Regions from separate parts of the Mus musculus genome. Here all the other regions are linked to region 1. A link is a contact called in public Hi-C and HiChIP or PLAC-seq data. All regions are on one chromosome and are shown on one strand. The core of a region is the stretch at or near the end of the contact, and the rest is flanking DNA. Distances in the headings are between cores, read along the strand shown. Region 1 holds the start of Rgmb (repulsive guidance molecule family member B). Region 2 holds the start of Dll1 (delta like canonical Notch ligand 1). Region 3 has its middle 17 kb from the start of Gm41534. Region 4 has its middle 84 kb from the start of Gm41534. Region 5 has its middle 130 kb from the start of Gm41534.

What was found. Hi-C and Micro-C count contacts between places; a contact is called where the count stands out from the background. HiChIP or PLAC-seq counts read pairs in DNA pulled down with a chosen protein or histone mark.
Region 2: a contact with region 1 is called in a FOXA1 HiChIP or PLAC-seq map of pancreatic cancer cells. The contact joins the promoter of Dll1 here to the promoter of Rgmb in region 1. A contact is called at or near these places in 1 of 484 Hi-C or Micro-C datasets (embryonic stem cells), 1 of 115 datasets of contacts at active chromatin or transcription factors (pancreatic cancer cells) and 2 of 9 other capture datasets (adipose tissue and liver).
Region 3: a Hi-C map of myocytes shows a contact between it and region 1, with 8 times the contacts expected there. The contact joins the enhancer-like site here to the promoter of Rgmb in region 1. A contact is called at or near these places in 4 of 39 promoter capture datasets (cranial neural crest, embryonic stem cells, frontonasal cranial neural crest and 1 more), 9 of 484 Hi-C or Micro-C datasets (the C2C12 cell line, cortical neurons, embryonic stem cells and 3 more), 19 of 115 datasets of contacts at active chromatin or transcription factors (the NIH/3T3 cell line, astrocytes, craniofacial prominence and 12 more) and 2 of 9 other capture datasets (adipose tissue and embryonic stem cells).
Region 4: a Hi-C map of uterus shows a contact between it and region 1, with 2.6 times the contacts expected there. The contact joins the enhancer-like site here to the promoter of Rgmb in region 1. A contact is called at or near these places in 6 of 39 promoter capture datasets (cranial neural crest, embryonic stem cells, hippocampal neurons and 2 more), 5 of 484 Hi-C or Micro-C datasets (embryonic fibroblasts and uterus), 17 of 115 datasets of contacts at active chromatin or transcription factors (the NIH/3T3 cell line, astrocytes, craniofacial prominence and 13 more) and 1 of 9 other capture datasets (adipose tissue).
Region 5: a contact with region 1 is called in an H3K4me3 HiChIP or PLAC-seq map of neural tube, with 4 times the contacts expected there. The contact joins the enhancer-like site here to the promoter of Rgmb in region 1. A contact is called at or near these places in 5 of 39 promoter capture datasets (the 3T3-L1 cell line, hippocampal neurons, liver and 1 more), 1 of 484 Hi-C or Micro-C datasets (the 3T3-L1 cell line), 11 of 115 datasets of contacts at active chromatin or transcription factors (the NIH/3T3 cell line, craniofacial prominence, embryonic basal ganglia and 7 more) and 2 of 9 other capture datasets (adipose tissue and pancreatic islet).

What each region holds. Positions count from the first base shown.
Region 1 is chr17:15,828,084-15,833,231 of GRCm38.p6, forward strand. It overlaps Rgmb (repulsive guidance molecule family member B), which reads right to left and starts at 2,982. Exons shown (of 5, transcript NM_001372257.1): 1 at 2,538-2,982; 2 at 1,537-1,612. The coding sequence starts at 1,541. It also overlaps the pseudogene Gm3292.
Region 2 is chr17:15,373,757-15,378,904 of GRCm38.p6, forward strand. It overlaps Dll1 (delta like canonical Notch ligand 1), which reads right to left and starts at 2,067. Exons shown (of 11, transcript NM_007865.3): 1 at 1,431-2,067; 2 at 910-1,203; 3 at 134-194. The coding sequence starts at 1,484.
Region 3 is chr17:16,215,702-16,220,849 of GRCm38.p6, forward strand. No RefSeq gene overlaps it. Among named protein-coding and RNA genes, the nearest start is that of Gm41534, 17 kb to the right of the region's middle. Within about 2 kb of position 3,045, at least 16 of the 459 cell types and tissues checked have an H3K27ac peak or open chromatin away from gene starts, as enhancers often do. A contact at or near this core is called in muscle stem cells, myocytes and neural tube, where this site is marked.
Region 4 is chr17:16,148,632-16,153,779 of GRCm38.p6, forward strand. No RefSeq gene overlaps it. Among named protein-coding and RNA genes, the nearest start is that of Gm41534, 84 kb to the right of the region's middle. Within about 2 kb of position 3,075, at least 1 of the 459 cell types and tissues checked has an H3K27ac peak or open chromatin away from gene starts, as enhancers often do. A contact at or near this core is called in uterus, where this site is marked.
Region 5 is chr17:16,098,751-16,103,898 of GRCm38.p6, forward strand. No RefSeq gene overlaps it. Among named protein-coding and RNA genes, the nearest start is that of Gm41534, 130 kb to the right of the region's middle. Within about 2 kb of position 3,036, at least 1 of the 459 cell types and tissues checked has an H3K27ac peak or open chromatin away from gene starts, as enhancers often do.

The sequences.
Region 1 (5,148 bases), core at 1,732-4,231:
TGTATACTAAATGCTATCAGGACAAACATTTTTACCATCTTGCAGTTACTACATATAATAGACGAAACACAGTTCAGAAAATATTAATAAGCATCTTTCTTTTAAAGAGTGATCACATGATGCTCTTCTTAAAAGTTCTTTTAGCTTGGAGCTGTAGAGATGGTTGAGTGGTTAAGAGCAGTGGCTGCTCTCCCAAAAGACCTTAGGTTCACTTCTCAATGCCCACCGGCAACTCACGATAGTCTGTAACTCCAGTTCCAGGGGATTCGAGACCCCTTCACGTTCACAGGCACCAAACACACACATGGTGCACAGACACACATGCAGGCAAAATGTTCTTATACAAAGATTTTAAGTGCTTTTAGATAGCTGATTAACAGCAAAGTGTAGAGTTTTCTTACCTCAATATTTAATTATATCCCCAAAGGTACATTAGGCTATCATTACATCTCATATAAACAAAAGGTTAAAGATCAGTACATTCAATTTGGAGTCTTTCTGCTGATGACTTCGCTTTTTCTGCACTATCTTGTGTGTATATATGTATGTATATATATATATATATATATATATATATATTTTAAATACAAGGGGGTCTAGATATTCTTATCAGTAGAGGGCACCCTCGAGTTGCTTCAAATCCTGATATCAAGGAAAAAAAACTGGGGTGGTGGTGGTGGGGGAGGAGAATCATCTTTAAGGTGTTTTACTGCACCTCTGTTGTAAAATTTGACAAGCTTAAGACATGTATGCCTAACAATTCACTTTTTATTACAGCGAAGTGTTCAGCTGCTAGAGGAAAATGCTATTTTTTTTAAAAATAAAGTACAAGGTGGTTCCTATTTTCATGACATCGGGTTCATTGATACAGTCTGGGGTGAATCTGGATGTTAGTTAGCAAGATTTGAAATCAGCTTGGAAACCAAGAGCATGTTGAATGGCTGGTTATAGGGTGGCCACTCGTCAAAGCTCCCATGCATCAGGTTAAAGCAGAATTTGGGACGGGACAAAGAAAAACCCAGGGAGGAAGCTAGAACAAATGTGAGGATTATAAAAGTTTTACATTTTAATTAGGAAAAAAAGTGAGATGACTGGAAACTTGAGCAACCCCCAAATCCACCTTGTGTCTTGCCATCTGCATTCTTTCTCTCTTCCCCTTTGTTTTCGAGGAGTGGTGAGAACAGAACAGTGCATCTAAGAGACCCAGCAAAGCATACTACACCATGGGCATGCAATTGGGTAATTAAAACGGATGCCAGAAACGTTAATAGATTCTAAACATGATGCAGTTTCATTTCCCAAATCCTTACATAGTGTCTTAACTGTTCCCCAGGTACTGTATCTCCAAACCCAGAAACCTAACATGAGGGTCTCTGCTTAACAGCTCACCCAGGACAGAGAAGTCTGCAATAAGCTATTTGTGTAACCCATTCCGGAGTAAGGGCTCCCCTGCTGCTCGTTGCTCCACAGTGTTTGAAAATAAGGGGCTGGAATAGCCCAGAGTCCAGCAGCATGTAGCGCCTGGCTTGTACTTACATCATTGTTAACCCTTCTGCACCTGGAAGGGGCTCAGCGGGATCAGGATGCCCCCGAGCTCCGGAACACGCAGGACCTAGGTGTAAGAGAAGAGCCCCAGGGCTCCGTGTGAGCGCTGAGCCCCTGGAGAAAGAGAGAGAGACCACGGAGAGTGCAAGGGGTTGCATCCCCGGCCCCTTGATCCCTAACAGACTCCAGTAGGGCTCGCTTCTGGCTCTCAGGGCTAGAAGCGGCAGGTGCAAAAAGCATTTGGGAGCCGCTTGCCAGTGCTTGGAGGTAATGTGCTTCCTGTCCATTTATCTCAGGAAACCAGCACAGCCTTCCCTTCGAAACAAAATTAACCTCTCATTAGCCAGCCACTCACTCCCAAGAAGGCCTTAAAAGCTTTACCCTCTCACTAATGTATTTAGGCTTTTCTTCCAGGCAAACGAAGCCGAGGCTGTACTAACATCAGCCCCAGGGGTTCCTATGGGCTCCCTCAGGAGCCAGCCAGCCTTTCACCAGTCTAGTTTGGGAAATTGGCCAACACAGGATCCCAGTTTGTAGAAGCAGTCCGACCCAACACCCCTGAACGAACTTCACACCACCCCCGCCCCCACGATAAGTTTGTCTCTGTTTTCTTGGGCTCCTCTCACATTAAAGCTTCAGCTCCATTACCCCCGAGGAATGGGGAAGGGAATGGGGAAACTTCAGTGGCCAGCTGTTCCCAGGTCATAGGAGGCGACTGTCCCTTAGGGGAAGCGTCTACGGAAAGCTGGGGGTTGGGGAGCAGCCTTCCTTAGACTCTAGTCGGTTCCAGGCATTGCAAATTAAACGTGGCCAGGAGCTTTTGGAACGCCAGGGCTTTCTCACCCTGGACCCCACAGCCCGGAGCCTGGCAGATTTATACCACACAGGTGGACCAAGACCTAAACAAAACAGTCCCGGCCGCTGCCTGCTATTCGCCCCCCCCCCACCGTCCTCCGGGCCCACCGCAAACTTCAACAAAATAAACAACTCACCACAGGCATTCCCTTGTCTGCAGCGCGACGCTTGCCAGCTGGGAAAATAAGCCGCAAGCCACGCGGCCGGGGCGCAGGAGGGAGGCCACGCCGCGCCCGCCACTCTGCCCCAGGTGGGCGGCAGGCGGGCGGCTCCACCCGGGGGCCGCTCTCCAGATGCCGGTTCCCGAGTGAGCTCCGGGGCAGTGCTTGCACCCTGCCAGCCAGCGGGGCCTCTCTGTCACCTAGGCGGAGAGGGCGGGGAGACAGGTCCCTCTCCCCAACTTCCTCCAAACTGTTCTCTTCCCACCCCTGCCCCACGGCCACAGAGGCAGACAACCTCTGCAGCGCCGGTCCCCAGTCCACCGCTCTACCCTACTGTCCTGCTGGAGACCCGACGGCAGGGAGCGTGGTACGCCTCTCCCCGTTTCCAGGTCCTGCTCTCTCCTCTCCCGCGGTCCTACACACCGGCTTGCACAAAGGCGCCTTTCACGCCGCCAGCGCCGCCCTCTGCGCCGCCCTCCGGGCCCGCAGCGCTGCCTTTACCCACCCGGCTCATCACGGTCCTGCTGCGGGCTCTGCCTGTTGTCAGCCGGACGCGTGCGGTGTTCGCACTCCGCGCCGCCACGACGGCAACAGACCCCCCTCCCCTCGATTTTTCTCCTCGCTTTTTATAGCTGTCCATCAGTGCCCTCAAAAGCACGTCCCTCCAACTATCCTCTAGGGTCTTCCTACTGCGTGTAACTGTGAAGGAGGTGACAGGGATGGTCCTCTGGACGTGTGCGAGCACAAGAGGGTTATCGTTCCTGTCCACCTGAGGTGCCAATATGACTTGGCTTCACGTCGAGAGAAAGGGTAGAAAGAAACCCCTTAGACCCAAATGAGAAAGTGTATTGTAAAAGAACTGGCTCAGGAAATGTTTCAGGACGACGTCCTTTGCATCCCGTGGAAGGAGATGGGGGAGGGGAGATCGAGCTATGTTCTCCAGGGTGATTCTTTTTTTTTTTTTTTTAATAATACAAAGTAAATTATGATTTTATTGTGAAATTCTCATAGATGGAAAATTAAATTGAATATTTATTCTGTCCATTTTTCAATTTACAATAATCTTACCACTTATTTTTGTACCATGTATTTCAATTGTCTGTTTAGTGAAAAATAAACCTGTAATTTCTGGCTTATTTTTAGTTTAATATTTTATCATTAAAGACCTCCAGGGTGATTCTTGAGCTTCATAGATAGTTAGCGGCAGCTCACTCATTCTAGAACAAGAGTGCGGTTTTGTTTTGTTTTCTTTAGTTAAGACAAAACTCTAAGCATCTGGGCTCAGGTAGTTAGTTAATCCTTATCCTCCCCAGATCGCCTTCTCTCCACTAACCTTTACCTGCAGTTTCTCCATCTAACGGTAGGGGCAGCATAGGGTAGTATAAAAAAGGGCGGGACTTCGAGGGTTTAACTTCTGAACCTTGGGTTCACTATCAAGAAAAATGTGGAAGGTTGAGGACTCAGAACTCCCAGGTTCAGAAATTCAATAACAAAAGACCCCTCGTCATATTCCCTGTCTGGATTTTTGCATTTCATTTTCCGTTATCTTCTCTAAATACCAATCAAATTGGGGAGAAAACCAAACCAAACCAAACCAAACCAAACCAAACAAAAATACCTTGAGTCCGTTTAAGGTGTCTGTAAGATACACTGGAACCTGCTCTATTTGGTATTGAGAACAACAACAACAACAACAACAACAACAACAACAACAAAAGGTGGCGGTGGTGGTGTTGGGCTCAGTTAGTGGTCCTACAGAAACAGGAATTTTAATGTCCCCACTTGTTTTGCCTTTGAAAAGCCACTTGAGCAATCAGCCCAGCAGAGCTTTAATTTAGAAACTAAAGCCTAGTCTCCTGTGTTTTTCCTTCTCCTTCTACCAACACAAAGACAAGCTGCTGCATAGCATAATGTTGAAAACGAGTTCAAAGGAAATCCAGAGAGTCAGCTCAGAAGGCGACTTCTGATGCAGCCCAGTTCTTCACTCCTCTGCACAGCTAGCTAGACTTCACATAAACACAGACACAAATCATCACAATCCCCTTTTCCATAATACTGGCCGATGCAAAAATGGATGCCAATTGTTATGCAAATCGCCTCAGCTTGTATTTATTTAAATGATACATTTAACTTTTCCACAGTCTCGTTTTTTTTTTTTTTTTTTGTCCCACTTTGAAAGCTTGGGCTTTAGTCCCCTCTGTGGTCATCTGTGCCTTATTTCCTTGTAGAGTTTTTGAAATTAATGCACAAAAAGGCTGAAATTTCATGACGTGCTAGTCTGTCTGTCTTTCTTTCTTTCTTTTCTTAGATCATCTGAATTTTCTAATCCTTCTTTACAGGTTACCTAGACCATTTTTGATTAAGAAAACTGTAGAAAGTTGGTAACTGTCACACACAGATGCCGGTTGGTGGCACATGTCAGTTTTCCAGATTTGTGCTTTGTGGGGTATCTGAATACACTGCACCAGGTTATGGTAGATTTTAGTCCACAGGTCGATTTTCCCCCATTTTTTTTAAAAATGTAAACCCTAAAGTATTCTTACAGAATTTTCTACGGTACTTAGAGAATTCTTCAGCTAGGTCAGCC
Region 2 (5,148 bases), core at 817-3,316, 460 kb before region 1:
GTATGGATGCTGTCAAGCCAAGGACCCTTCTTCTCTGAACTCCAGGTGCAGAGTGAAGGTAAGAGGCCTGGGCTGAGTGGGTAAACTGTGTATCAATGGGGAGAATGCATAGTTTAGGGGCTTGGAGTCTTACCTGTTGCGAGGTCATCGGGAGAGTCTGTATGGAGGGCTTCAATGATCAGAGAGAAGGTACCCTAGGGAAAGGGGAGAAGATGCTTGATAACCGGAAGTGTGGAGGAGGAGGAAGGGGAGGAGGAGGAGTTGGGAGACTAGGAGTGGGAGGAGGAGGAGCTGGAGGAGGAGGAGAGGCATTAAAGAGAACCAAGTACAGAGGCTCTCAGATCTCTGTGTTGTGCCAATGAAGGTCAACTCCTATCACTTTCCTTAATTAGAAGAATTTTAAAGAGTGTCCCCCCCCACACACACACCGTGTGTGGGTTTGGTTTTTTAAAAACATGTTAATACAGGAAATTGTATTTTAAAAAGGGGGGAGAGTACTTGATGGAGCAAGGTGGGGTGCAGGAAGAGGAGAGGGCAGCTGTCATTTGTTTTCTGGGGGTGGAACCTCGAGGATGGAGAGCAGCCCCAGCACTGGTAGCAACCCAACCAAGGCCTAAGAGCTAGGGGACAAGAACTCTCCCAACTTTGGGGGTAGGGGAGGGAAGCATTCGACCTTTCAGGTAAGTAGGAGGTGTGTGAGAAATGCCCAGGGCTTGCAAAAGCCTCTGGGGTTCCACACCCCCTCCTCAACTGCCAGTCAGTTCCCAGTAAGAAGTCAAGACCTCAGGCGTGTCTTTGTGGGATTCCCCAACCCTTATCAGTGGCCCTTGCCTTCTTCCCACTGCCAACCACCAACCAGCCACCCCTACCCCTCCAGACCCAGCCGAGTGCGCGCAGGTGCCCACTCACTGGCCAGGTGAAGCCGAAGGGGAATCGGATGGGGTTGCTGAAGGCGGGGTCGATGCCTGCGCCATCAGGCAGGCTGAAGGAGTCGACACCCAGCACTGGCGTGACAGCACTGCCGTAGGTGCAGGGTGGCTCCGGTGACACGCTGGCCTGGTAGTGCTTGAGGCATACGCGAAAGAAGGTCCTGCAGGCGCAAGGCGGGCCAGAGCCCCCGCGGCAGCAGTTGCGGTTCCCCAGCAGCCCCTTCTTGTTGACGAACTCCTGCAGCTTCAGCTCAAATACGCCGGAGCTCCAGACCTGCGCGGGGAAGGGGCGTGAGGTCGCGCCGGCGGCGGAGGGACCCGGGGGCGCGCGGGCCCTTGCTAGGACGCAGAGGCCGAGCGCACCTCAGCGCCCATCCGGAGCTGCCCGCTGCCGGGCAGCTCTCGGGGTCGTCGCTGCCGGAGTCACTTGGGGATGGACAGCTGATCGGCTGGTCCGACTCCCCTCCCTCCACCGCGCAGCAGCCCCGCCCGGCCCCCTACCTGGCACAGCAGGGCAGAGACCACGGCAAGGGCTAGCGCGCTCCGACGGCCCATGGTACCGCTGGACGCCCTTGCTCTCCTAGAGTATCCTCTTTTCTTTCTTCTTCAAAGACCCAGGGATGCCAGGAAAGTCTATATGACCCGAGGAGTACTGGCGGAAAGGCGTCTCTCGGCTCCAGGTGTGCTATCAGGGCCAGGTCGCTTCAGGAGGGTGCGGTGCCTTCAGCTAGGTCCCCGGCAAGAGCTCTACGAGGCACTGAGAAAGGACAACTTTCGGTTTCCTCTTCGTCTGGCTTTCAGTCCACGGAGAGGTGAGTGTCTCCTGCTTTCTGGTTTTGTCTTAAGCTTCTTCGCGGAGGGAAAGAGGAGAAAGGAGATAAGACACAGAGGGAAGAGAGCCCAGATGTTCAGCTTAATTCCCAAGAGAGCTTGCAGTGGCTTCCTTCGCAGGCCTATTAGGAAGCGGCGGTCTGGAAATCCCACCGGTGAGGCGATAATCCGGGGCCCCGAGGGGCGCGGTGGGAACGGTGGTGGCAAGGACTGCGGCGCGCGCCCTGGTTTCCCGGCCCGGCGTCACTCGGCAGCCGCTGCCGCTCCCAGAGTGTTCTAGACCGGTATCTCTTGCACTATCGCCAAGCCTCGCGTCTTCCTCAAGAATTCAGCCAATGCCATGCGAGAACACACACCGAGGACCGGAGGCCGAAGCGTGGGAGGCTCCGTGCCGCACCGGTGCTCTCCCGTGACCTGCCCTGGTCAGACAGGGTAACCGCGGGTGCACGCCGGAGGATCTGGCCCGGGCTGGCGCCTGCCACCCTTAAATCCTGCCGGCCGCTCGCATAACTAATGAGATGCAAATGAGCAGCCCCCCAATCTGGCGAGAGCTGTCACAAAGGAGCCACTTTTCCAAACCCTCCTCTCAATGGATCGCCAAATGGTCAGTGAGCTGTAAAATGTGCAACCCTCCTCCCCGCCCCCCACCTCCCCGCCCCCTAGTCCTCTCTGCCTCCGCCCTCGCCCCTTCGCCTCCCTCCCCCAGCGCAAAACCCGCTCATTTACATTCCTGCAAAACGTTCCCGGAGACGAACCGCTCTGCTCCCGGAGCTGGAGCTGAGGCCGCGTCGCCCACCGCCCCACCGCCACAGGCCCGAAGACCCTAGGCACGCTGGGCGGCCTGAGCCTCCCACTCGCGGTCACCGCTAGACTCGCTCGCAGGACGCGGCCTCCGGACCTTGGCGTTTCCAACACTAGCCGCCTAGGCTCTCCTCGTTTGTTCAGTCCTAGGGACTGAGGAACCGGGGAGAGGTTAGAGGCCCGCGTCCCTGCTGCTGCCCCTCCTCCCTGGCAGCCTCTTTCTAAGGAGGAGTCTCCCGGAGGGGGCGGGGGCGGGGTGCCCGGTAGGAAAGGGACCCTTGAAGAGGTGGGCAAAGGGTGGCAAGAGCACCCCGGCAGTTTGGGAAGTTTGGGGAGGTTAGGCACGCTTATACCTCTGGTGAAGCCTGGCGATTGAGCCTCGGAGAGTGCCGATGGGCTAGCGATCCGGGCCGGACACCCCCAGACACCGCAGTGTCCCGGAGCGCTGCTGTCTCCGTGTTGTCCACGATCACTGGAAATGGGGAATTGGGGTCCGGATAGTGTATTCCCTGAGCCAGCAGAGCCAAAAGCTAAGCTTACCCCTTTCCCGGTGTACACACCCTCTCCCGGGAGATTTTCAACCAACACCACCTTCACTGGTGTCCGGTCCCACTCTCCTGGGTATTCCCCTCAGGCCTCCCTCTGCTTGGTAAAAAGTGAGTTTGGTGTGTGTCGTTCGCGTGGCTGTCATTAAGGCAGTCTGTTATTGTGCGAGGCTGAATCAGTGGCTCTTTGTGCGCTCAGCTGTATGGTAATGCAGACAGCACCTGCTCTCTGCACAATGCGGAGAGAAAGAGCTCCCCTCCGCGCACGCCGCGGCCTCTGCGACAATGTCCGGCACATGTTTGAAAGACTCCCCCCACCTCACCCCCCAACACATAACCTTTACACAACCGTCACCTTATTAGGTTTTTACACATCCATCAGACACTAGAACTTTTGTTTTCTTTTTTTTCTTTTTTTTTTTTTAAGGGAAATGAGTTTATTGGGAGGGCCCAGGACACACGTATCACAATGAATTACCTAAACGGCTCCCCTGGTTACAAGCTCCAGAGAAAAGTAAATGGAGATATAGTCTCTGACTTAGCACCTAGCTTTGTGTTGAGCATGCCATGAGCTGTATATTCCCATCTTTAGAGGGGCCTCTTTACTCCACCCCCACCACCTAGGCAGCTTCATTAGAATCCCGAGGTGTGATTCTTGGAGCTAGTGTTCCTTTGATTGTAGCACAGCCCCTAGGGTGTACCTGACAGGTGTCCTCACTGTAGGTGTTGCTGTCCTGTTGGTGAGAATGAGCCCTGTCCTGGCAGAGTAGCTTGATCATTTAGGCCAGTATCTGGAGCAAGATGTATATAATGCACAGAAAGAGAGGAAAACCTTCGCATGCCCAGAGAAACACTGCTAACAAGAATCTAGCAGTTACTGGGCAGAATCATCTGTGTTGGGCCATCTGGCAACTGAAATTACAGCTCCTTTTCTGATGACCCAGCCTGCCTACTGCTACCCTGTCTCCCAAACACTTTCAAAGTTTCAGAATCAACAGGAATTTCTGCACTTCACGTCGTCATCGCCAACTCACAGACAATCAAAGAGTTAACCAAAAAGCCATGTGTATAATACTCAAGGCTGAGGTGAGAAAGGCAGGGTTAGATCCCACTTTTTAAAAAACCTGTTTATTATAGAACAAATGGAGGCTTCAAAAGATACTGACACCCCTAAGGCACACCCCCATGGCCGTGGCAAAAACAGTCCCTGTCCTTTGTAAACTGTGTAGGGATTTGCTACATCACCACAAGGCTGGGCTAGCTTGAATCCTAACTTAATCTTGCCACCTAGTGTTAGGATTCCTTTTTCACTAGCTAATGTTTCCTGGGAAAGTTACTTTCTGAGAACTCTGTTTCTCAGAGCTCTGAAGCTGCTCTCTGTTGGGACTTGGGAGTGGGACTCAGGTGACAGGGGGTTCCTACAGCAGAGGGGATTCAAAGAAGAAAAGAAACAAGGTCAGATGCAGACTCCTCTGTGCCTTCGAGATTACAAGAAGAAATGAAATATCAGGAACCTTTTAATTAGAAGATGGAAGTGGAAACCAGGCTTGTTTGAATGCCTGTTTAGAAAACTGGAAATGAAAAGTTTCACGCGCAAGGGCTTAGACCCTGAGAGGGGTGGACTTGTCCCAAATCTTGAACAAACCCCCCTTAGTATTAAGTATTTGTTAAATTGACATGGCACAGATTTCTCGATTACAGTGGCAAAGCAGTTCTGAAAGGCATCGTAAAATCCATCAGAATCCTGCCCAACGCATTCATTCTTTTCCAACTTAATTTATGCCACACCATTCTGTATTGGGGAAATCAAGCAGAAAGCTCTTTTTTTCCTCCCTCCTACTCCTTCTGCTCTTCTTCTTCCTCCTCCTCATCCTCCTGTTTCCCCATTCTCAATCGTCCACCCCTAAGTTGGTTCCTATTCCCTTCTCTTTCAAACACAGAGCTAACGGGGAGACTGTTTAACTTCAGTGATTCTATAGGAGCCTGTTGTAGTTTAACTCCTGCGTACCAGTAGCTGAGAGGAACAAAGGACAGACTCGAGG
Region 3 (5,148 bases), core at 1,795-4,294, 390 kb after region 1:
GTCTTCTTTTAGGTTTGTTGAAAGATTACTTTCTTGCTTTTTCTAGGGCATATTTTCCCTCCTTGTATTAGAGTTTTCCCTTTATTATCCTTTGAAGGGCTGGATCTATGGAATGATATTGTATAAATTTGGTTTTGTCATGGAATACTTTAGTTTCACCATCTATGGTAATTGAGAGTTTTCCTGGGTATAGTAGCCTGGGCTGGCATTTGTCTTCTCTTAGGGTCTGTAAGACATCTGTCCAGGATTTTCTGGCTTTCATAGTCTCTGGTGGGAAGTCTGGTGTAATTCTGATAGGTCTGCCTTTATATGTTACTTGACCTTTTCCCTTACTGCTTTTAATATTCTTTTTGTGTGTGTGAGTATGTGTGTGTGCATTTGGTGTTTTGATTATCATGTGATGAGAGGAATTTCTTTTTTGGTCCAAACTATTTTGAGTTCTGTAGGCCTCTTGTATGTTCATGGGCATCTCTTTCTTTAGGTTAGGGAAGTTTTCTTCTTTAATTTTGTGGAAGACATTTACTGTCCCTTTAAGGTGGAAGTCTTCTTTCTATATTAGGTTTGAACTTCTCTTTGTGCCCTGGATTTCCTCGATGTTTTGAGTTAAGTTCTTTTTGTATTTTGCATTATATTTGATTGTTGTGCCCATGTTTTCTATGGAATCTTCTGTACCTGGGATCCTCTCTTCTATCTCTTGTATTCTAGTGGTGATGCTTGCATCTTTGGCTCCTGATTTCTTCCTAAGTTTTCTAACTCCAGAGTTGTCCTTTTCTGATTTCTTTATTGTTTCTACTTCCATTTTTAGATCCTGGATGGATTTGTTCAATTCCTTGACCTGCTTGGTTATGTTTTCCTGTAATTCTTTAAAGGATTTTTGTGTTTCCTCTTTAAGGGCTTCTACTGGTTTAGCTTATTCTCCTTTATTTCTTTAAGGGGGTTAGTAATGTCCTTAAAATCCTCTACCAGCTTCATGAGATATGATTTTAAGCCTGAATCTTGCTTTTTCCAGTGTGTTGGGGTATCCTGGACTCGCTGTGTTGGGAGTACTGTGCTCTGATGATGCCAAGTAGTCTTGGTTTCTGTTGGTAAGATTCTTGTGTTTGCCTTTCGCCATCTGGTAATCTCTGGTGTCAGATGTTCTTGCTGTCTCTGGCTGGAGCTTGTTCCTCCTATGATTCTGTAAGCCTGTGTCAGCATTGCTGGGAGACCAACTCTTTCCTGGCAAGACCAGTGCACAGAGGGCTGTGGAACAGCCCCATCTCCCAGGTGCAGATGTAGGCCTGTAGGACTCTTCCCAGCTGCTCTGCTGCCTGTGTGGCCTGTGTGAACTGGCCTTAGAGTGTGAACTGGCCTGAGTGAACTGGCCTTAGAGAGTCATGGAGAGAAATTGGCGATCTCTCCTGAGTCTAGGGGTCAGAGCACTCCCTGGAGGCAAGCTCTCCTCTCAAGTTACTATTTCTTCAGAGACTTGTGATATTATTTTTCAGTAACATCTGGCCTAACATGATTATAACAGAAATTGTGCTTATAAAAGGGGTTTTAGACCATCACTTTAGAGCATAGGCAAGCCAGATAAAATGTATTTTTTTCAGAGTACTAAGGATTGTTTCCTTTTCTCAGAAACCTAAACCTTTGCACCTTTCATTTTGTATATCTATTAAGCAATAATCAGTTAATTCTTGAGTGGTGGCAGAAATCTATTGAACAAGTTTTTTTCTGGCCCTATCATAGTTTATACGGCCTCATCTTTACTATGCAAGAAAATGAAGAACTATGAGAACAATGTGAACACACAGATAACCCAAACACAGTGAACAGAAACATCACATTTCAGTTTTAACTTAATTCTGTAACAGTTTTACATCTCAATATTGTCACTCTATTATGCACTTCTTCTTCTTCTTCCCCTTCTCCTCCTCCTCCTTTTCCTCTTTTTCCTTTTGCTTGTATTAAACAGAAAGGTTTAATAATTCACAGTCACATCTTTCCACAATTTTGCAAACAAAACATAGTTTTTATCCTCTAAACTTAGATTTTTTTGTAAGCTTTAAAGATTTTAAAAAGTCTTATGATGTTCAAATTCAGAATTCAGAGAAAATAGTCATGACAATAGTCTCCCATAATATTGATATCCTCTATGTCAGAGGGATATTTTCTTTGACTCCTTTCTTTAAGCCTATAATGTTATGCCCTTGCCATCTGATATTCATTAGGTTCCTATCAGAATTTCATAGTAGACAGCTTTGGACAAATGTTCTTAATATTTTATAATATTATGCATGTTTGTTACTACCCTAAAAACTCCAGTGTGCTGCCCATTCTTTCCCTTTCTCCTCTGCATAACTTGAAATGTCCTTTGTGTTTGAATGCTGTCTTACCGGATTTTCCCTTTACTCAGGGATTGATTAGATGCAGTCACTTTAGTAACATAGTATAAGGTAAAATTTAGGGTTTGCTTCCTTAAATTCTGTTCCAATAAATAGATTTAAGTTTGTTAAAATAAAGTGAAAGTGGAGGAACAGAAGGGGAGGGAGAGAAGGAGTGAGGGAGAAAAGGCGGGAGAGGGAATGAGGGGTGAGAGAAAGAGAGAGAAAGAGAGAGAGAGGGAGGGAGGGAGAGAGGGAGGGAGAGAGAGAGAGGGAGGGAGAGAGAGGGAGAGAGAGAGAGGGAGGGAGAGAGAGAGAGAGAGGGAGGGAGAGAGAGAGAGGGAGAGAAAGGGAGAGAGAGGGAGAGAGAGGGAGAGACAGGGAGAGAGAGACCTGGATCATGTCCCTTTCATCTGCAACTAAGACTTATGTATAAAAATATTTTGTAAAATAATTGTCCACAGATACACACAAAAATATATTTTAAGGAAGAAGTGTACTTTAAGCACTACTCTAATCCAAAGTGTGCATATACATATGCAAACATAAAGCACATAGGGCTTTTGTGGGCACTGGCCAGGGTATTACAACTTAGGAATGTATGCTCACCAGAGCTAAGGCTGAGCTGGACCACCCACTAAACAGGGGCCACCCAAGGGAAAATTGGAGACCTGGGCAGGCAGTGCTGCCAGATTTGCTTCACAAAAACAGCTGCAGACATGGAATAGAACTGGGATGGCCATCCCAGCACCTGCTGCCTGGCCCAGACAGCTGGGGATAAGGCTGTGTGGGCCCAGCTGCTTTTAGGAAGGGCACTAACAAAGACTACCGCCGTTTTGGCATATGTCAACTCTTGCTATATTTGGTTGAGGAAGTTTGGCAGGGAGTTATGTGGTGTACCAACTAAAATTTAGGCTGATTAGTCATAAACCAGAATCATAAAATCATAGGATTGGAGGAACCTCCCGTAAAGTGGGTTTCAAACTTTGGTATGAATTAGAATAACATTGGGAATTCCAAACAAGGGTGGTTTCCAGACCTAACACCTTACAGAATCTAACGCAGTGGGTCTTGAGTGAAATTATTTAGAATTTACATTTTAGTCAGTACATGAAGTAAATTTCATCTAGATGAACTATGGAGTTTAAAGTTCTAAGGAACCTCACAGTTTGAGATATTTGTTTAAAATGTATATCATGTTGAGTTCTTATTTCAAAAGTAAGGTTGTATATAAATCTACCAGAAGTTATGAATTTCCCCTCTGCTAAACACAAATATGTAAGAATCATCCAAGTGATTATTGTCTTAAAGGTTCAGTATAGGCCACCAGCCATACATTTCCTTTAATGCCTCTACCTGCCAAAGTTACCACAACCTTTACAAACAGCACTACCAGGTGAAGATCAAGTTTCAAACAGCAAAGCCTAAAGGGCAGATTTCATATTCAAACCACAGTTAGGCAGGCTTCTATGAGGAAATACAAGATTAGCAGGAGGAAGTCAAAGTTCTGCGACAATATGGTTGCCCAGGATAAAACCAAGTAGGACCAGGGGCCCTATGAAGTCAGGGAAAGACTGTATGCAATGAATGATTGACACTACAGATTTATCAGAAGGGCTGGATGATATGATAAAAGGTTTGTGTTGGGGCAAAATAAACTTGATAGACAGGTGACAGGAATTTACAAACTGCAGTTGTATGAGCCAGTGGAAGGATACTTTTGTGCAAGGCCCTGGTGCTGTTGTATTTTGATGTTAATTCCATTCTCCTAGGAGGGGTTGTCTGGAATGAGGAATGAGTCACATACACAAGTGACTCCTTGTGACCCATCCCCTAATGAATACAGTAATTAATCCCTGGGAGAGTAGGTGGGACTTCTGGGCTGGAGAGAGGAAGAGAGGAAACAGAAAAGAGTTAGGGGCTTTTTTTTTTTTTTTTTTTTTTTGGTCGGGTTAGCGAGAGGCAAGATGTAGCTACTAGTGTCTCCCGGTTTATATGGCCAATATGCCAAGATTCTCCAACAGAGGATTTAGATTTAATATGGTTTAGAAGATTAGGATTATGGTTGTTGTGCCCAGAGATTGAGTTTCCATTGTTTCTGAAAGTTTGTGTTGCATTTTCCTTCATGCCACGGTTTGACTGGGTTTAAGAGAGAAAGGTTCGGCAGCAAAGCGTAGGTTTGCCAGATGTGCACCAAAAAGGCCGTGGGGATTTTGAAGCATGGGGCTAGCTCATAACGATTCATCAGTGGGAATTTAGCGAGCTGGGTGGAAAGATTTGAAACTCCGGGGCCAGAGAGTCTGCTGAGATGAGAACACCTGGCTAGAGCCATGTGGCCCCCCCGCCCCCCACCCCCGTGCCCAAAGTAGCGCAGGAATTTGCTGTTCATTTTAATATTTCTCACAACACACTCTGAACAAGAAAAAATATTTTTATTGAGGGGAGGAGAGGGTGATAGAGGTAGATAGATAGGACATTGATAGATAATAGATAGATGATAGATAGCCAGATCCAGCATGGAAATCCATGAAGGAATATTGGGGAATAAAACACCACAATGAGTAAAGAGAGGAAATGGAAGCCGTTTACCAAAGACAAACCATATAAAGCCGAGCAGTACTGTTTTTTATAACAGATCCATAGTCCTCAGGAGACTCAGAGCCAGCTTCAGATCCAGTGACTATTCTGGTGTATGAATCAGCGGTAGAGAGAAACACCATTTTATCATTCTATATGATCCAAAGACAGCAGCTAGGCATCACATGAAAGAGAATCGAATCTA
Region 4 (5,148 bases), core at 1,825-4,324, 320 kb after region 1:
TCATGAAGTGACACTTATATACAGTCATAGAGCAGAAAACAAATAAGGAGGTGGAACTAACTTGTCAAATCTCAAGATCCTTATTGTCTTACTTCTCTCCAAAGTCTTACCTCCTGTAGGTTCTACAACCTTGCAAAATAGCATCCTCATCTGGGACCTTTACTTCAAAGACATAAGCTTATGGCAGATATGCCATAATTAACCAGTCACAGATACTGACTCTTTAGAACCACAGATGACGATGTTAATGTGGAAAATTGTGGAGACAGCCATTGATTTGTACCTGGAGTAATTGCCAAGTCCTCGCCATAGTTTCTTCTTATATCTTTGTTTTATAGGTGTTATTTGAAAATTATTCAATTAGCTAGCAAAGATATACTGCTGATTTATCTATTTTATGTGTTTGAGTGTTTGCCCACAGGTATATGCCTGGTTTCCATGAAGATCAGTAATGATGTCAGAGCTCCTAGAACTGCAGTTATAAATGGTTGTGAACTCTCAAGTAGGTGCTGAGAACAACCAACCAGTAGGCTGTATTTACACACACACACACACACACACACACACACACACACACACACACACACGTTGTAAGAGCAGTAAGTTGAACCACTGAGCCATCTCCAGTTCCAATACTCATGATTAAAATAAGGAAAGGTTCCTGTTTCGTTTTAACCATTCCAAATCCTTACTGAACTTTTCTTAAATGAAAATAAGAACTTTCCAGAGAAATGATCATTATAAGAAAAACAGCAACAGTGAGTAAGAGCGATTTTTATATCTATTTTATTTTCATTTTGCTTTTCGTCCACATCAGATAAGGGCTTGATGCTTCATCAGATAAATGATGCTGTGTACAGTTTAACTATAACAGAGACCAGGACATAATTTCATTAAATTTTTTAAATTTTCTTTTTATTTTATGTGTATGAATGTTTTGTATGTCAGTGTGTGTGTGTGTGTGTGTGTGTGTGTGTGTGTGTGTGTGTGTGTAGATAGAGACCATACATTTGAAGAGTAAAGGAGGGAAATGGAGAAGGTGGTGGAGGGAGAGGACAGGAGAGATGATGGGAGTGAGGAAAGGCAAGGAGGGAAATTATGTAATTATATTATTTTAATTAAAATAGGAAAAAAAGAAAAAATAAGAAAATCTCCCAAGTTGTCAGACTGCAGGAAGAAAAAGAGGCTTAAGAAATAAATTCTACATTAATAGTGACAGTGACATTGAATTGGGGTGACAGCTCAATCAGTAAAGTATTTATTTTGTAAACACAGGACTTGAGTTTGACCCTGAAAACCATGTTCAAAAAGTCAACAGTGGTGGCATTAGCTTTTAATACAGATGCTAGGAAGATGGAGACAGGTGAATCCTTAAGACTCATGGCGGGAAGAAATTCTAGTCTACTTGGTGAGTTCTAGGTCAATGAGTAAAAGACTCCATTTCAACTGAGTAAATACAGCAGCAACAGCAACAGCAACAACAGCAACAGCAACAACAACAGCAACAACAACAGCAACAACAACAGCAACAACAGCAACAACAACAGCAACAACAGCAACAACAATAACAGCAACTGCACAAAGGTGGACGAGTGCATCTATGGAATGACACTTGAGGCTGCTGTTTGGCCTCTACAGGTAAACAAACACATGCATATACAAGGGCACATGGATACTCATTCAAACACATATCTGCACATACATGCAAACACACATGCACACAAATGTGCTGTACAAATATTAATGATTGATCATGCTATATGAGCTATATTACCAGAAGATAATAAAATGAGGAAACTCAATTCATATGATACTGGAAATACTTTATATATATCAATATGAAATTATTCTAAACTGTTAACACCAAAGATAAGGTGATAAAAAATTTTCTTTCTGATTATAGTTACCCACAAAGGACTGGGAGGTATGGCGTGGTAGAAATAGGCTAACTTAACACTAAAGTACTTTCCAGAGAAATGATCATTATAAGAAAAACAGCAACAGTGAGTAAGAGTGATTTTTATGTCTATTTTATTTTCATTTTGCTGTTCGTCCACATCAGATAAGGGCTTGATGCTTCATCGGATAAATGATGCTGTGTACAGTTTAACTATAACAGAGACCAGGACATAATTTCATTAAATTTTCTAAATTTTCTTTTTATTTTATGTGTATGAGTGTTTTGTATGTCAGTGTGCCACCTATGTGCCTGGTGCCAGAGGAGGGCAAAAGAGAAGATTGGATCCCATGGAACTGAAGTTTTGAATGACCATGATCATGCTGGGACTCTAACCTGAATCTTCTGCAAGAGCAGTCAGTTGAACCACTGAGCCACCTCCAGTGCCAACGCACATGATTAAAATAAGGAAAGGTTCCTGTTTTGTTTTAACCATTCCAAATCCTTAGAATCTAAGCAGGATGGATGAATTGATTTTACTTTTGAAACTCAGTACAAAGACAATCATCTCACACAAGATATTTGCATCTGACTTAAAAAAACAAACAAATGAAATTCTTAGATTCATAACCCATAGTTGGGTTGCACCTCTTATTTTCATGGATTATATTAACTTTCTCAGAAGCAGGGAGAAATCACAAATCCTTTTACTGAACTTTTCTTAAAACACATATAATTTTGCTTGGAGGAGAGATTGGACAGCAGACAGCAACATTTCTTTTCCTTTTATGGATGATAGTTTTTTTCTTTTAGTGCTAGGGCTTGAACCTGGGACCTCACACATGCTACTTGAACACTCAGCAACAACCTCAACCCAGAGAAAACGTCTATGAATCTCAGACTTCTCCGGAGCTTTCCAGTAATGAGTGTTCTGAGGGAAACAAGAGGGAAATGAAGCCCCATTGTCCCGTTTCCCTAGAGTAATATGGCTGTTCTCGTCAGTCTTGGGTCACGAAACATTCATTGTTTACTGCAAACATCCTGGAAGTGAATCTTTAAAACATCTTCTGGGACTTTTAAGACCTCAAGTAAAATTGAAGTCTTTTGGGGGAGTAGTGATTCATCACTTTGTTCCTTGGGAATCCTGGGAACAGATGTTCTCAATACCACCCACCATGGTTGTGTCAACTCCAAAATAAAGCGGTGAACTGAGGCAGCTTTCCAGACAGAGCTGTTCACAAAGCAGTTTGGGACTTAATTATTTTGGTGTCACATGGGGAAATTCAACCAACCCCCCTAGGCAAGTAAAAGCACTCCCTTTTAGGGAATTTTTGTAGAGAAAAGACCAGAACATAAGCAAATGTTTGGTCATAGACACAACTGAGATATTTTAATCTACTTAAACAGCTTAGTGATTAATGCAGGCGGGGTTGTGTGACATAAATACATTATATATTTGCAGGAAAACATAATGAAACCAATTATTTTGTAAAATTAATTATTTGCTAATAGAAGAGTTAATTAAGAGCTTTGCTAATAGCGTTTCTCATTTAAGTTAGGCTGCGGTGTTAGAATTTCATCAGTAACAGAAGAAAAAAGGCAAAGAATTAAATAATCATATGTTCTAGGGTTGGAATGTCTTATTTTTTTAATAAGGGCAGTAAAATAGGGCCTTTCCTGGAGCATCCTTGGTGGGTCCTCTTTGTCCCAGAACCATTACTAACTGTTCTCACTGCCCAACAAAACTCAAATTAAATGGCCAGTCCACTTACAGGTCACTAAGTGTAATATCAACTCAAATGGTTCTTCCAGTATCTGAATTCCAGAGAAGCAGGCCTGGAGAACTGATGTATGTGAACATACATAAGAGATATCACTCTTTGAAACCTCAAATTGCATGTCCTGTTAGTGTGTGTATGCATTTGCATGTGCATGTGTATATGATTTTGATGTTTGGAATCTTACAAATGTACAACTTGAAATTTCTGAGCTTTAATAAAAATATTAACTTTTGACAGTGTATTAGTTAGGGTTTCTATGGCTTCAAAGAGACACCATGACCAACTTTCTCTTTCTTTATTTTTTTTCAGTTTCAATTTCTTTTTAATTACTTAATTATTTTTTACACTCCAGATTTCATTACCCTCCCAGTCCACACTCTGACTGTTCCAAATCCCATACCTCCTCCCCACACCCTTGTCTCCACAAGGATGTCCCCACCACCCACCACCCACCCTACCTGACCTCTAAACTCCCTACTTCCTCCAGTCTCTTGAGGGTTAGGTGCATCTTCTCAGAATGAATACAAACCCGGCAGTCCTCTGCTGTATATGTGTTGGGAACCTCCTATCAGCTGGTGTATGCTGCCTGGTTGGTGATTCAGTGTCTGAGAGATCTCGGGGGTTCAGGTTGATCGAGACTGCTGATCCTCCTACAGGATCACCCTCCTCCCCAGCTTCTTCCAGCTTTTCCTTAATTCAACCACAGGGGTCAGTAGCTTCCGTTCATTGGTGGGGTACAAATATCTGCATCTGACTTTTTCAGCTGCTTGCTGGGTCTTTAAGAGGGCAGTCATAATAGCTTTTGTGAGTGCTCCATAGCCTCAGTAATAGTGTCTGGCCTTGGGACATCCCCTTGAACTGAATCCCACTTTTGGCCTGTTGCTGAACCTTCTTTTCCTCAGGCTCCTCTCCATTTCTATCTCAGCAGTTCTTTTAGACAGGAACATATATGGGTCAGAGTTAGAGGTGGGCACTGCAAGTTCCCTCTCTCCACTGTAGGGCATTTCATCTAGTGTCCCTCCCTTTGAGTCCCGAGAGTCTCTCACCTCCCAGGTGTCTGGTGCATTCTGAAGGTTCACCCTAACCTCCTACCTCACAAGGTTGTCTGTTTCCATTCTTTTTGTTGGCCCTTCAGTCCTTCTCCCCCACCCAATAATAGATTATGTTCCCCTTTTCGCCCCCTCCTACCCCGTCCACTTGTTAACTTTCCCTCTCAGGTCTCCCCCTCTCTCCCACCTTGTGACTGATTTCTTCTCCTTCCCAAGTGGGACTGAGGCATCCTCACTTGGGCACTTCAGCTTTTTGACCTTTTTGAGTTCTGTGGACTGTATCTTGGGTATTCTATACTTTTTATTTTTTGGCTAATATTCACTTATTAGTGAGTACATACTGTGCATATCCTTTTGGGTCTGAGATACCCCTCTCAGGATGATATTTTCTAGTTCCATCCACTTGCCTGCAAAACTAAGG
Region 5 (5,148 bases), core at 1,786-4,285, 270 kb after region 1:
GTAGGGAACAAGAGACCATTGAGTGATTAGTTCTAAATGGGACATTTATACCACTCCTCTTGTCCCAAGGTTCAGGGATTTTTGTGGAAGAGGAGGCAGAAAGATGGTTATAGCCAGAGGCAGTTGATAGCATCACAGAAAAAAAAATGTATTTTCTAGACAAAGCAGGACAACAGCACATATGAACTCACAGTGAAAACATGCATAAGACCTGTGTGAGCTCCAGTGAGATAAAAACCCAGTATAGAAAGGGAAGAAAACAAGATACCACTGCTTGCTAAGTAAGGAGTGATTGGCCCTTGAGAGCCAATGGAAGAAGAATCAGCTTTCTTTAAAGATCACACACCAACACAGATTTTACCTGACCAGAAAATAAGAAAATAAAAGTAATGTCAAAGTTGGCTGGAAGGTAAAGAGGATGGTGTGTGTGTGGGGGTGGGGGGTGGGGCAGTTGGGGTTCACATGTCTAAAATTCTCAAAGACATAATAAAAATGTTACAAAAAATGACAGAACTAGCATTTAAGGAAAAAACTCAGAAATGCTAGACTTATGCAGTGAAAATTGGAACAAGAGACAACACTTTGCTCTTCTTATATTTTGTATTTTTTTGTTTTGAATTTAGAACACAGTTCTTTTTCATAATTCATTTTAAAAATTGATTCACTTAATTGCTACTATCTTGACATTACCTGATAAATTTTGTGTCCATATATTTTAAACTACCGTCAGCTTGGCTGCAGACAGGTCTGGAAGTTTCATGGGCAAACAGAGGAGCTGGCCAAGAATAATCACTTAGGCAACAGACATAACGAATTTCTAACAGCAGTAGTCTTGACAAAGAAAGAATGCCTACTCCTTCGTGAATAACTCAAGAGGCTATCTGCAACTCCTAGACTGTTTGCCCACTGAACTCCTGGCCATCAGAAAGCTTGTGCTGTAGGCCAGTAACCTTCCTGGGAGTTCAGGGGAAAACTTCTTATGAATCTTCCTTTGATTAACAAGCAATTCAGCTAATAGCTCTCTAGTAAGACTCATGCTAATTAGGAGGGGGGGTGGGGATGGAATCCTATCATAGATGTAAGCAATGTAAATGTCATATCCTAATCAGTCCTTAGAAGTTAAATAATTTATTTGGCATTGTACAAATGAAGCAATAAGTTATGTTTGTATATGTTAGGGTAAACATTAAGTTATCTTTTCACTTAAGTTGTTAATATGAGATCTTAAAAAATTTAATAAAAATTTTTAATTGACAGTTTAGATAGTGTGTGTGTGTGTGTGTGTGTGTGTGTGTGTGTGTGTGTGTACACGTGTGCCATACCAAGTATGCAGAGGTCAAAGGGTATCCCTCAGAAGTCAGTTCTTTTCTACCATTAGGGTGCTGGCAATGAAGCTAAGATTGTTAACTTTAGAGGCAATAGCCAGCAATCACTGAGCCATATAGCCAGAACTGAACCGATAAACTCTTTTATCGTTTTCTTTTTTGTTCTGTTTAAGAAATTTATTTGAATTTGACAGATGACATATTTTCCCCAGATTTCACCAGCATTCACCTTGAAGCTCTAAGAATTACTCTCTGTGAGCTTGAATACTGAAAATAGATCTTTAGGATGGGGTATGCTCTGTCAAGAAAGCATTAACTATTTCTCTTCTTTCAAGTAATAAATTAGAGAAAATATCATTGAATAAATTCTGTAGTTACTCTTAAGTTATTCATACATGATTTTTTTATATGGCTTTTGGAAAATGGTCATACACATTTCTTTTTACCATGGCAACTCATGTGGGAATTTTTGTTTAGATCCCAGGAACCTTTTCAATGATGTGGCTAGGCAAAAGGTTATTAAATGTGTCATTCGGTGATTAATTGAAAGGAGGCGGAACTTAACTTTGGTTGCCTCTGGATTCAGCCTAAACTATCTGATCTTCTGCCTCTCAGACCTGTTGCTATTACTGTTACTAGACATCCAACTCAGAATTCCCCATGCCTTACCATCACACAAAGGAAAGTCAAGACAAATCCTGGTGTTTTCTTCTGAACTATATGTTATTTTGCAAAAAAGCATGAACTTTAAGTGGTACTTGGATAAAATTCATTGAAAAATTTTAATGTATTATAAGACAACCTTAGAATTTCCAGAGAATGATAGAATTGAATTATGATATGTGATAATTTGTAAATCATCAGTCTAGAGTATATCATTCTTTTAACAATTCTGTTATCAGAGCTGGGCATCCTTCAGATGCTAAAGCTTCAACTGAACTATAACAACTTCTACCACTCAGGGGACTGTCAATTAAATTTTAGTCATGCACTCTTGGATAATTGCAAAGTAGGTAGATCACCTGGTACCCCCCATATGTTCAGGGTCCCCTAGCTAAAAGCTGGTGCCATTCTTTCTAATGAATCTTGGGCTTTTTGTCCTATTGTCTAGGAATTAATTGTTTAGAAAACCCTTTATGATACTGATGATCTGGAAGTCTTTTGCAATATTATTTGTGGGACAGTTATTTTATAAAAAAGACCGAGGCGTCTATATCACACCGATTCTTTCATTAGTAAAAAGAACATTGGGAAGATAGATATAGAGCTTTGGATAAATATAAAGGAAGCAAGGAGACAAGGATGGAGCTGTAGTTAACATTTAATTTCATTCACTTATGGAAGCATGGGAGTCACCAGCCTGGACTGAAGCTAGTAGCTATTATCTGCCTGGATCTGTTCATAGGCTTGACCTACAGAACATGAAGCATACAGACTAGAAGCTTTTAAAAAGAATATTATCAGTAAAACTTGGATCAGCAGCCATAAGTAGGAATGCATTTCTACATAACTGGCTTACATACCTTATGTCCTTCCTGTTTTTACTAGTTGGTATATCCGTCAGTCAAGCTCTCCTTTTAAACATCAGCAAAACTTCTTGACACTTCCTATGCCTCTGCCAAGATTTCCCATTCTGACATCCTTTCCTATAAATCCTTTAATATGTTTTCAACAGCTGCTTTAAAACCCCCGTCTGCTAATGAAAACAGCCAGACCATTTGGAGAGTGCCTTCATAAATGGTCCTTTCCCTCAGTTATGGATCAGATTTCCAGTGTCTAGCATTGTTCCATTTTATTTTGGATATGATGAATGACAAAGTATACAGACTCTGTTTTATTCTTTCCTATAGGTTTTGAATTTCATTCTATTATTTCACTGGTGGCACATGGATGACTGGTTTAAGGCTGGTTACATGCTAAGATAGAATCCTCAATACTAAGTAGAGTCACAAGCTGTGGACTTTCTGGTGTTTTCATGGGAAGTCTGAAGTCATTCCAAATTCCTCTAATGTGACTGGGTCACTGATGAAATTCCCACCATCTAACTGTTGCTTTCTTTATGGGTTGAATTATATATGCAGCCATTTAAAAGACAATGGTTGAAGGCAAAAGCCACAGAATTTATTTCTCCTTTTTGTAGATTGCTTGTTTTCAGAATTTTGCTACTAGCTTAACTTATTTCTCATTACCCTATTGGGGTTAGTGTTTCTCTCTGGTTCTGTATCACTGGACTCCATGAAAGACTAAGGAATGTGCTCAGGGGAGCAGTGAATAAATCTGTTGCTAATCTCGCTTCAAGCTTTCTGTCAGCTCCAGTGTATACTTTCTTTTGTTCAGTATATTCAAATTGCCTAAAAGTATTTTGTTCAAAGTTTATATTGGTAGGAGAGTTAATTTGATATACGTAAACTATTCTGCAAATACCTGCAGAAAAAATGTAAACTTTAAAAATCAAAATAACATAGGTATATCTAATGCCACCCACATAGTGTTTCTCTTTTTTGAAACTAGATTAGTTAACATTTACTAATTGTGTGGTGCTAGGTAGAGTCCTGGAACTTTATATTTATTGACTTAAGTTCAAACATTTATGATAGAAAGTATGAATCATCCTAATGTGCCAGCTAGACAACTGTAAGAACTACTAACATACAGCAGATCTAGTCCCCTCTTCCTCTGTCCAAGACTTTGCCAATTGCTTATGATACACATGACTCTGTGTATAAATACACACTACGTGATTCTGTTTATACATATACACGCATAGTTAAAATGAACATTTCTCATCTGGGCTGGCCATGCTCTCTCCAAGAGTCAAAGAACAACCAATGAAAAACCTCTAATGCCAGGCATGGGGTACCTTTTATTGAGTTGTCGTCAGGGTTTTCCGAGAGACTTCTAAAACATAAAGCGTATTTCTATTGCCTTTGACTGACATCAAGAAGTGGAAGAAAAGTTCGTGTTGCTGAAGATATCATGCACTTTATGCACTGGAGGTAGAGGCTTCTGAAGTGGAACTGACTTGAATGCCTTCGCATGAAGACCAACTTTCATGGTAGCAGGTGTTATACAAGCTTTTCAAAGGAAGAAATCAGCCAAAAGTCCTATTCTTCTGTGGTGCATATGATCAACAACTACCATGACATAATGATCCTAAGTGTGCAGTAGAGGTGTGCATATGTGCTTGTAACCAACAACTCTTTAATTGGAGTTATGATCCACTTAACAATAGGAAAACTATGCCTGGTTCTAGGAACCTAGCCCATGACTTGGAGAAGAAACTTCAACTACTGTTACTGAACAAGCACATTCTCTAGGTATATTCTAAATAATTGTCCTTGCATCTATAGATAAGTGTAGTCCTTATCTTAGTCGCTCATCAAGAAAACTTCTCAGATGAAGTACAGAAGGTACAGATGGAAACCTTTACAGAAATCCAATCAAAATTGAGAGCTGTGGAGCCTAACCCTAATGGATACATCTACAAAACATTCCCAAACCAAAGACTCAGAGGACATAGCAGAAAAGGGGGTGGAAGAATTCTAAGAGCCACTGGGAGTTTTCTGCGAGATTATGTTTTCTAGTAACATCAGAAGCTACACCCGTATAAAGTCTTATTAATATGATTGCCTAAATGTGAGCTGAACAAAGACGATAGCAAATAGATATGCCAAAATAGACCAGGAGACTCCCATGAGACCCCAGTCCCACACAAAGAACTATAGGCAATCAAGAAATGCTGAAAATCAGAAAAGTAGCCTTCTTCACGTGACAGCACCTTAGCAGATTATTCAATACCAGATAGTCAGCCCAAATACATACC